3 separate regions of the Mus musculus genome follow, and all the other regions are linked to region 1. Evidence: chromatin contacts called from public HiChIP or PLAC-seq and promoter capture Hi-C data. All regions are on one chromosome and are shown on one strand. The core of a region is the stretch at or near the end of the contact, and the rest is flanking DNA. Distances in the headings are between cores, read along the strand shown. Region 1 has its middle 13 kb from the start of n-TDgtc16. Region 2 holds the start of Cdk17 (cyclin-dependent kinase 17). Region 3 holds the start of Scyl2 (SCY1-like 2 (S. cerevisiae)).

Region 1 (2,841 bases), core at 132-2,631:
CCTGCTGGTTGTCGTCAGTACAATGTACCGTGTGAGATGCTTTTGTGAAGAGCAAAGTGGGCATTTTTAGCTGCCTAGTTGACATTCGTTTCCACCATATTTCTTGCTCACCAAGCCCACGTTTGTACATGCTTAAAGCAGAAACACACTGCGGGTTATGAGTCTTTCCCCACAGCCTTATTCTATACCCTCTAGTGGTGTTTCCTCCCTTTTGCTGTAGTTTTCTTCATGATGGGAATGTGGCTGGCATAAATATCTGACCAGTCAGATACATAGAGAGTTAAACTCTGTTATGACTTGGCTTCCTGATAAAGAGAGCTTAGGCCAGTATTGGTGCTTCTTTTTCCCTGTTCTGTATGGGGTCATGTGTGAGTGGGATGTTGCAGAAAGCATCTTGTGACCATGAAGGACTTTTTTAAAATTCCACAAGTACGAGGTGTGGTGGTACACAACTTTAATCCCGGCCGGCACTGAAGAGGCAAAGATAGGATGGATCTCTGAGTTTGAGGCTGGCATGGTCTACAGTGTGAGTAGCCAGAGCGACTTAATGGGAGCCTGCCAACTAAACAAAAAACTTTACAAGAGCCAAAGGAAAAAAAAAAAAAAAACAGTAGAAGAAAGAAAAGAGAACCATCGTTGGATATAAGGCTACTTACCAGCAATCCAAACACCAGGGAGGATCATAGGCTACATGGTAAAACCCTACCTCCAGGGAAAAGAAGAGGAGGTGGGAAAGGAGGAAGAGATTTACTGGAAGGAAGCAGAAACTGTAAAGGAGGGAAGATGCTGCAGATGGCACCCTCTCACGTTCTCCCCAAGAAAAGACAGTATTTTTGTTTCCATAAGATGAGAACCAAATACGATACTGAAAGCAGGATCTAAATGTGAGAATGAGCATATGAAATCTTACAACACGAAAACAGAATTTAAAAATCAAAATAAAGGCGAGGGTAGAAATGTGTAGAAAAGCCATTGAAAGTACAGCATGAAAACCAGGCTAAGACCGATGGATCCCAGCAGGTCCATGGCCAGATAATCTAAACAAAGCAGAGAGCACCAGCTTCAGGTAGGAACCCTGACTCAATAATAAACAAACAAACAAACAAACAAACAAAAAGTGGAAAGCAGTTGAAGAAGACATCTAGCTTTGACCTCTAGCATCTAAACCTCGCGCGCTCATGCGCACGCGCGCACACACACACACACCAAAAGTACACACACATATCCTACAGAACTTGAAAGGAACTGGGAAAAAGCCCCGCTGTCGAGTTGTAGTCCAGAGTCCTCTCTGCCACTGGCACAGCTGCTTGGGCAGGCAGAACGCAGGGAGTTTGACTGTGCTTACTCCATCCCTGGGCGGATGCCCCGCTGTAGGGAAGCACCCGGGGCACTGCTCTGGGGAGTGTAAAAGGGAAGTCTGAGGTGTGGCAAGGGCTGTGAGCAGAGAATGGGGGTGGGGGTGGGGGGGTACAGGCCGGGGATAATGCCTAGGCCATGGCATGGGAAAGCTCCTGCTTGTCTCTCCAGGATAATTGTCCTCATCTTGGTGGCAGCAGGCTTGCTGGCGGTTGTGGCTGGGATCTCAGAGAGGCCTTCTGTTGAAACTAGGCTGCAGCTCTGTAGGCGAAGACTTTCTTCATTGCTCCCCACAGGAAATCTTGATGAAAAGAGGCAGGCCAGCCGGGCGGTGATGGCCCATGCCTTTAGTCCCAGCACTTGGGAGGCAGAGGCAGGCAGATTTCTGAGTTCCAGGCCAGCCTGGTCTACAGAGTGAGTTCCAGGACAGCCAGGGCTACACAGAGAAACCCTGTCTCAAAACCGAAAAAAAAAAAAGAAAAAAAGAAAAGAGGCAGGGCAGGCCATGGTTCTAAACAGTTTATTGTCATGACATAAAATGAATGCATAAAACTATACCCCACTTCTCAGGGTGGGCCTGAGATTACCCTTTGTAGGGAGGAATGTCTGGGAAGGGAAGCTTACTGGCTAAGCCCTCCAGGCCTCTAGAGGCACCTCATTAGAATGGAGAATTCTGTTTTGGGGCCTATGTGGCTGTGGTCACATCTCTTTTCCTATTGTCTTGGTCTGAGATGTTAGGGATGCCTCACCTACATGTGGAAGGGCTTAGGGTGTTGCCCTTATGTGACTGATGGCCACAAATCTCTGTATGGGGTGGGGTGGGGGGGACTGCGGCTAGGTGACAGGGGCCTGGTGCCAGGAGCAAGCGAAGCTCCTACCATCCCTTAGGGTCACCAGGGCTTCCAGCCTTTGGCTCGACCTTACCAGGCTTCCGCTCACAGTCCACCGCCCCACATCCCACACTCTTAGATTTTTTTTACAGATGTCTACTACATGACTCAAGCTTCACACCTGCCCGATGTCAAAGCAGGATATTCTGTATTTCCATGATTCACCCATAAGCCCAACCCCCAACCCCATTTTCCCAAGTGGGACTTTTGTTTTCTCACAGATCTACTGTGATCCAGAGATGTGCTGAACTTATCTTTTATGTAACTGGGTCAGCAGTGGAGCACGCCTTTAATCCCAGCACTCAGGAGGCAGAGGCAGGCAGATATGTGAGGCCAGCCTGGTCTACAGAGCAAGTTCCTGGACAACCAGGGCTACACAGAGAAAACCTATCTCATAAACCAAACAATACAGTAGTTAAGAAGTTCTATAGGTTGTAAATATACAACAGGCTCAAGGAGTAATTATCAAAGAAATCAGGGGTAACACAGAAGAGGGAAAATGTTAGGACCCCAGCAGAGCGCATGGAGAACTTTCAAGATACGGATGCTGCAAATCTGGGTCACCAGGGCAACAAGTACACAAGTGTTCACTTTA
Region 2 (2,841 bases), core at 104-2,603, 2.0 Mb before region 1:
TGGCCAAGACGCAAAACAAAATTTGTGACTTGTGTCTAGAGAATCAATTTGGCTCAGGAGGCGATAAAACAGGGCCACTGATGCGTCGTCTTCGATGGCCACATTAACATAAGGGAAAGGCGCCACGGATTTCAGCTAAAGGCTTTTGCCATTTTTGAAGAAGAAAAGCTAATTGTTAATGGCCATGTGACACAGAAGATCCCAGAAAGGAAAGGGTGGGAGGAAAAAAAAAAAAAAGAGAAGAGTTCAAGGCAGTTCAGGGTCAGACCAAGTCAGGCATCCTGTCATTAGCAAACGTTCCCCTAGCTGAAGGCAAAATACCGCTTACCCCAGAAGGAGTGGGTGAAAAGTAGGGGAGAGAATGAGTGGGGAACCACAGGGGACGGCGAGGTGGCAGCGTGGGGGTGATGTGGGGAAGAAAACTGGGGCCACCCAGCTGAGATGGGGAGCAGAAGCAACCGGACAAAAACACCGAGAAAAGCAACTGCGGCTAAGACAACGGTGGAACACACACACACACAACCCCCTCTTCCCGGGTTCTCTGGGTTTCCCACAGTCCCTCCGCCTCCGGTTGGAGCGACACTCAGGGGTGTGACCCGCCAGCAAGAGGGCTGCCCGGAGCTTTGTGTCGACCCGCTCCCCCACGAGAGGGCTCCTCCCCCGCGGAGCTGCCCACCCACCCGCGCGCAGCCTCCCGCGTCTCCAAGGAGCCCGCAGCGCCGCGTCCTCGCCCACTCCCGCCGCCCCGCGCCCGCGCCTCCACCCCGGCCCCGGGGACCTTTGTGTCTCGGGGGGACTTTCCGCCTCTTCCCCTCCCGGCGCCCCACGGGGCCAGCAGCCTCCCCAGGAAGCCTCGATCGGCTGCGAACTCTCAGCGGCGGCGCATGGAGCCCCTCCCCCCAGGTCCCCCAACCAGCTCCGCACTCCCGCAGCCCACGCCGCGCGTGGACATGCGACCGACAAGATCCCCACTCGAGCCGCCCGCTGACAGGCGTCACGATCCCTGCCCAGCCCCGCTGCCAACTCACCAGCAAGTGCGGGGACCGCGGGCTCCGGACCGGCGGGCGCGCAGAGCGAGCGAGCGGATGCAGGTCCGGTGGTGGCGGACGCGCCGAGGCGCCTCAGGCTCAGGCCTCCCCCCACCCCCCAACCTCGCGCCTTCCGCTCCGCGAGGGCCGCCGGCCGCCTCACGCGTGGCAGAGCCCCCCGCTCAACATGGCTCCCGGGCCGCGGAGCCTCGCGGACGGCCCAGTACTCCCGGCCACCGAGCCGGGGCGGAGCGAGGCGGCGGGGCGCGGGCTGCCGGACTGCCGGGCGCTGGGTAGACCGCAGCCGCCGCTCTCGTTCGTCTGAGTGCGCGTTGCTTTCTCTCGCTCGGAGGCTGCGGCTTGACGCCTCCGCCTGTTCCCCGGAGCGAGCGAGAGCGGGGGTTAGAAAAAAAAAAAGAAAAGAAAAAAGGAAAAAAAAAAAAAAAAGACTTTTATTGAAACGATCCAACCAGCGGCGGCGGAGAAAAGCGACCGGCTGCGGGAGCTTCCCCACCCCCGCCTGCACGGCTCGCCTGGGGCAGCGCGACCCCTGCCGGCGGTGGCGGCGACGGCGGCATGCGGGGCGGAGCCTTGCCTGGGGGTGGGGCTTATGACTGGGGCGTGGTCTGGGCGGGGCTGGGGGGTATTCCCAGGAAACTTCAAGCGTGGCTTCAAACGCGGCTGGAGAGCAAGGGAGACCCTGTCCGTGGACAGAACGCTGAACAGTGTCTGACCATCGCGATTGGTGAGGAACCGATCGCCACAAATCAGCCCCTCACTGTCCCCTCGCAACAATAAAACTCTGCTTGAAGTATTCCAGGCGCTACTGTACACAGGATGCCTGCCTCAGTACAGTGCTTCAGATGACCCACAAAGAAATACCTCGGTCGATTGCTGCAATTTTCTTCTGTTCTGTGACTGGATATGCGTGGCCAGTGCAGTAATCACCCACGCACAAAGCTTTGATTTCAACCACAGTGTTTTTAAATGTTATTACACTGTTGGCTCTAGGCTGGGGGGGGAGGGTGGAGGGGGGAACTAAAATGGTTACAATAAAACTGTGTTGTGAAAGAGTCAATGCTAAGTTATAGGACCCAGAAAGAGATACTGTTGCAGTGAGTTAGATTCTGTTGCTTGAAGGAGGCAGGCCAAAGAGGTTGGCCCAGTTTCTGTAAATCTTTTTACTTTCTTCTTCCCCAGTTAGGAACAACTGAATGTGTAGACAAACTAAAGTGATCCTGGCCCATTTCTTTCCACAAGTAGGGATAGAAGCTTAAAGTAAAAGCAGACTTAAGTGGCAGAGGAAAATACTGAGAGAACTGAAAGAAGACAGTAGGGTCCGGATGTGGACACCCTAACCAAGAAAAGGTTAACGGTATAAAAGGCCAGTAGGGTGAAGGTTGGGGTTTTTTGTTGTTGTTGTTGTTATGTTTTGTTTTTCTGTTCTTATCACCAGGAAGTGCACGATATATTTTAAATCTCATTATCTACTAAGGACTTCTGAATCGTATCTTTTCTGATTGATGCGCCTTTCCTTGAAGATACTTCCTGCCCTTCTGTCTAGAACTTTGTCGGACACAGCTGGATGTGTTTTCTACAGCTCATAAGGTTCATATATATCAACCGGAGTTCTCCTGTGTCTCCAAAATTACCAGAACTATAGGTTAACAATAATTATCCTCTACAAAGACTTCAACACTTGTTTACCCTATAAAAATGTCCATATTTATACTTCCCTTCAAGAATGAGTGTGTACTTTTGAACAGCAGTTAATGATTTTTTTAATATATGTCTAATTCAGGCAATTTTATAA
Region 3 (2,841 bases), core at 241-2,740, 1.5 Mb after region 1:
AAAGGATTAGGTTTGCTCACTAGGATTCTGTCAAAATGTTTAATTCAGTGTTTCTTGGTGCGTTGGCAACCTTGTACAATCACTGCTATCATCTAACCCCAGGCCATTTTATCACTCCAAAAAAGAGACTCATGTTTAGTAGAGATAAACTAGTTCCTCCTACCCCAGTAAAATATGAAATTAAAGCATGTAAGAAAGAAAAAGTTGAAATATAGAGAACATGATTTCTAGATGTTTTGTGTGCAGAATACAAGAATCTAAGCCTTTCCTTTCTTGACCACGAAGAACTAGAAGTAACATTACCAACACATAACTTATAAGATGCTCTTGGCAAAAGGACAGAAATAAAAGTCCACCCTTCTGGGGCTGGAAAGAGAAGGCTCAGCTAGTGAGATGATAACTTTCTAAGCATGCAGATCTAAGTTGGATCTCCTGAACATACATTAAAAAGCCAGGCTTGGTGGTGGGTGCTCCTAATTTCACAGCTGAAGAGATAAGAGAAAGGCAAAGCACCAGGTTCTATTTAGAGACCTTGTCTCAAAAACATGGACAGCTCCCCAGGAACAACTCCTAAGGCTAACCTCTAGCCTCGAGCTTTTCTGGCGTGTGTACATACAGCTGTACCTACACAAACATGTAAACACACCACACAAACATGTACACACACATACACACACACCCCATAATCCTCTTCCCTCTTCTCTTCCTCCCCCTCCTCCAATTCTTCTTGTAATAGAATCTACCCTATTACCCATCTTAAGACATTTTAACCTGAACCAGGGACAGAGCAGAGACAGGAGAGGCAGGGTTAGGGTTAGTTAGGGTGGTAGTAGTCCTACTACTATGTACGGGTTACTTGGATGGATAGCAGGGAGACAGAGGCTGTGCCCAGTTTCACCTAGGTATATTTTTCAGAACAATTTACTTCTTTCATTAAGCACGTAAGATAAATAATCTTTGTTGCTCTAATTGTGGAACTGTGGCACCGGGGTTATCTGAGAATGTCTTAGAAACGCAGAGCATCCGATCCTACTTGTGCAGCAGAATCTGCACTTTAACACGGCCCTGTGTGAGAAGCACGGCTTTTCTAGGTTCTAAGGTCACTTAGCAGAAAGTCAGAGAAAGCTGAGTCCTATGTAATCAGTCACTAGACCAGCAAGGGCAGGTGGCCTGGGAAACAGAAAAGGGGAGGGGCCTCACAACCAGAGCTGCAGTGTCCAGCCATCAAGTCACTGTCAGTCATCTCCAATATACATTTGGTTACCTGTCCTCATTATCTTGGAGAATCCCCTTCTATGGTTCCAGAAACTCGGGCTTCCTAGCCTGGGGCCCCGGAAAGCTGGTCTTGCCCGCGAAGACTAGTGATCAGAGTCACAGGTACGGCTGTCAGCAGAGGCCCGGGCTGGCTCCACCCCCGCCCCGGGAGCCCCGCCTCACTCCGCCTCGGGGAGGGCGGAGGGAAGCCAAGCCTTACCCTTCCGAACCGCCCGGAAGTGACGTCATGCAGGAGCGGGCAGGTCTTTCGGTGCTCTTCCCCCTACCGTGCTCTTCTTCCCTAGTCCCTTCCCTCCCTTCCCCCTTTACTCCTCGATCTCGGGGTTCTGCGGACTCGGGGGTGACGGAGGAGATGGAGTAAGCGTTCGGTGGCGGCCAGGAGCGCGGCCCGAGCAGTCACAGCCCGGAGGCATTGAGGGAGCCGGCGGGGGACCGGCCCCAGCACCGCCCCTCCAGGTAGCCGGCTGCGAGGTGAGTGACCTGTCTCGGGCACCGGGCGACCTGGGTCTGCGGCCAGCTTGCGGGCTACGGGTCTCCCCGGGCCTCCCGGCTGCTACTGTTGCCTAGTGACGGGCCGGGTCGGGCGGGCTGGCGGTGGGTGGCCCGGGAAGCCGGATCCAGGTAGCGAGAAGCGGGAGGGAGCGGATCTCAGAGGCCGGTGACTCTGGGCGAGGCCTTCGGGCGACGGGAGCCCCGCTGCCTGGGTCATTCTGCTGCTGGGAGAGTCCCCAGAGCTGGCGCAGGAGCTCGGGTTTCCGCCGTGGAGATCTCCGTATCCTTTTGGGAAATTGGACAGTGCTCCGGGACTGCTGAGACAGCCCCCCTCGTTTCTGATACTTGGTTCCGATAGCTGGGGTCACCGGCTAAGGCCCTGCACTTCGGACGCCTTTCTCTGATGGTAGTTGTCTTTCTGGACTGGACGGTTATTGTGTGTGTGAGGTGGGTGGGGCAGATAAGGTTTGAGAGAAAGAAATCCCCATGGGGGCTCCAGTGCGCCTGTTTAAGCTACAGAAAAAGGTTTAGACAGATAAAGCTTGCAGAAACTTCTTGGGATTCGCATGGACGCGTTACCTGTGATCAGTAATTAAGGACACACAGTGTTTCCCTTTCTCAACAGGATTGAAGAGACTCCAGACCAGCTCCTTAAAGTGATTTTGATTGTAAATTATCAGCTAGAGGTTTTTCTTTGCACATCAAAACCAGGGATTGTGTGATGACACTTTGAAACGCCGTATTTAAGTTTTCTGAGTCGTGCGCCTCTGTTCAGAGAAAGCAATTTAACAAAGATGCTGTAAGTCAGTCAGCCATTACAAAACCCAAGCAGTTCTGGTGTTTGCTTGGAAGATTCTTTTTCGACTTTGAAGGCTTTCCCCTCCTTAATAAAGGTTGGAGGAGAAGGGGATTGTGGTTATGCAAAGGAAAGGAGCCTAACTGAACACATAGAGCTTTATTCTGTTCAGATATACCTACGCACATGTGAAGATCATTCATTTTGTCTGTCAGAGACGATTACATATGTAATACAGATGTGTTGTAATTCCATACAGTAGGACATTGCTATACAAA

Evidence for each region. Promoter capture Hi-C pulls out the DNA fragments that hold promoters and counts their contacts. HiChIP or PLAC-seq counts read pairs in DNA pulled down with a chosen protein or histone mark.
Region 2: an H3K27ac HiChIP or PLAC-seq map of differentiating embryonic stem cells shows a contact between it and region 1, with 8 times the contacts expected there. The contact joins the promoter of Cdk17 here to the enhancer-like site in region 1. A contact is called at or near these places in 14 of 39 promoter capture datasets (the 3T3-L1 cell line, 3T3-L1-derived adipocytes, the C10 cell line and 10 more), 1 of 15 datasets of contacts at CTCF or cohesin (embryonic stem cells), 6 of 484 Hi-C or Micro-C datasets (CD8 T cells, cardiomyocytes, cerebral cortex and 2 more), 19 of 115 datasets of contacts at active chromatin or transcription factors (Th17 cells, astrocytes, bone marrow-derived macrophages and 13 more) and 2 of 9 other capture datasets (adipose tissue and liver).
Region 3: a contact with region 1 is called in a promoter capture Hi-C map of neutrophils, with 4 times the contacts expected there. The contact joins the promoter of Scyl2 here to the enhancer-like site in region 1. A contact is called at or near these places in 8 of 39 promoter capture datasets (the 3T3-L1 cell line, embryonic stem cells, hippocampal neurons and 4 more) and 2 of 484 Hi-C or Micro-C datasets (B cells and pre-B cells).

The regions. Positions count from the first base shown.
Region 1 is chr10:91,193,816-91,196,656 of GRCm38.p6, reverse strand. No RefSeq gene overlaps it. Among named protein-coding and RNA genes, the nearest start is that of n-TDgtc16, 13 kb to the right of the region's middle. Within about 2 kb of position 1,381, at least 31 of the 459 cell types and tissues checked have an H3K27ac peak or open chromatin away from gene starts, as enhancers often do. A contact at or near this core is called in differentiating embryonic stem cells, embryonic stem cells and neutrophils, where this site is marked.
Region 2 is chr10:93,159,388-93,162,228 of GRCm38.p6, reverse strand. Cdk17 (cyclin-dependent kinase 17) reads right to left here and starts at 1,353. Exons shown (of 17, transcript NM_146239.2): 1 at 1,029-1,353.
Region 3 is chr10:89,684,943-89,687,783 of GRCm38.p6, reverse strand. It overlaps Scyl2 (SCY1-like 2 (S. cerevisiae)), which reads left to right and starts at 1,490. Exons shown (of 18, transcript NM_198021.3): 1 at 1,490-1,746. 1500026H17Rik (RIKEN cDNA 1500026H17 gene) reads right to left here and starts at 1,421. Exons shown (of 3, transcript NR_130956.1): 1 at 1,265-1,421.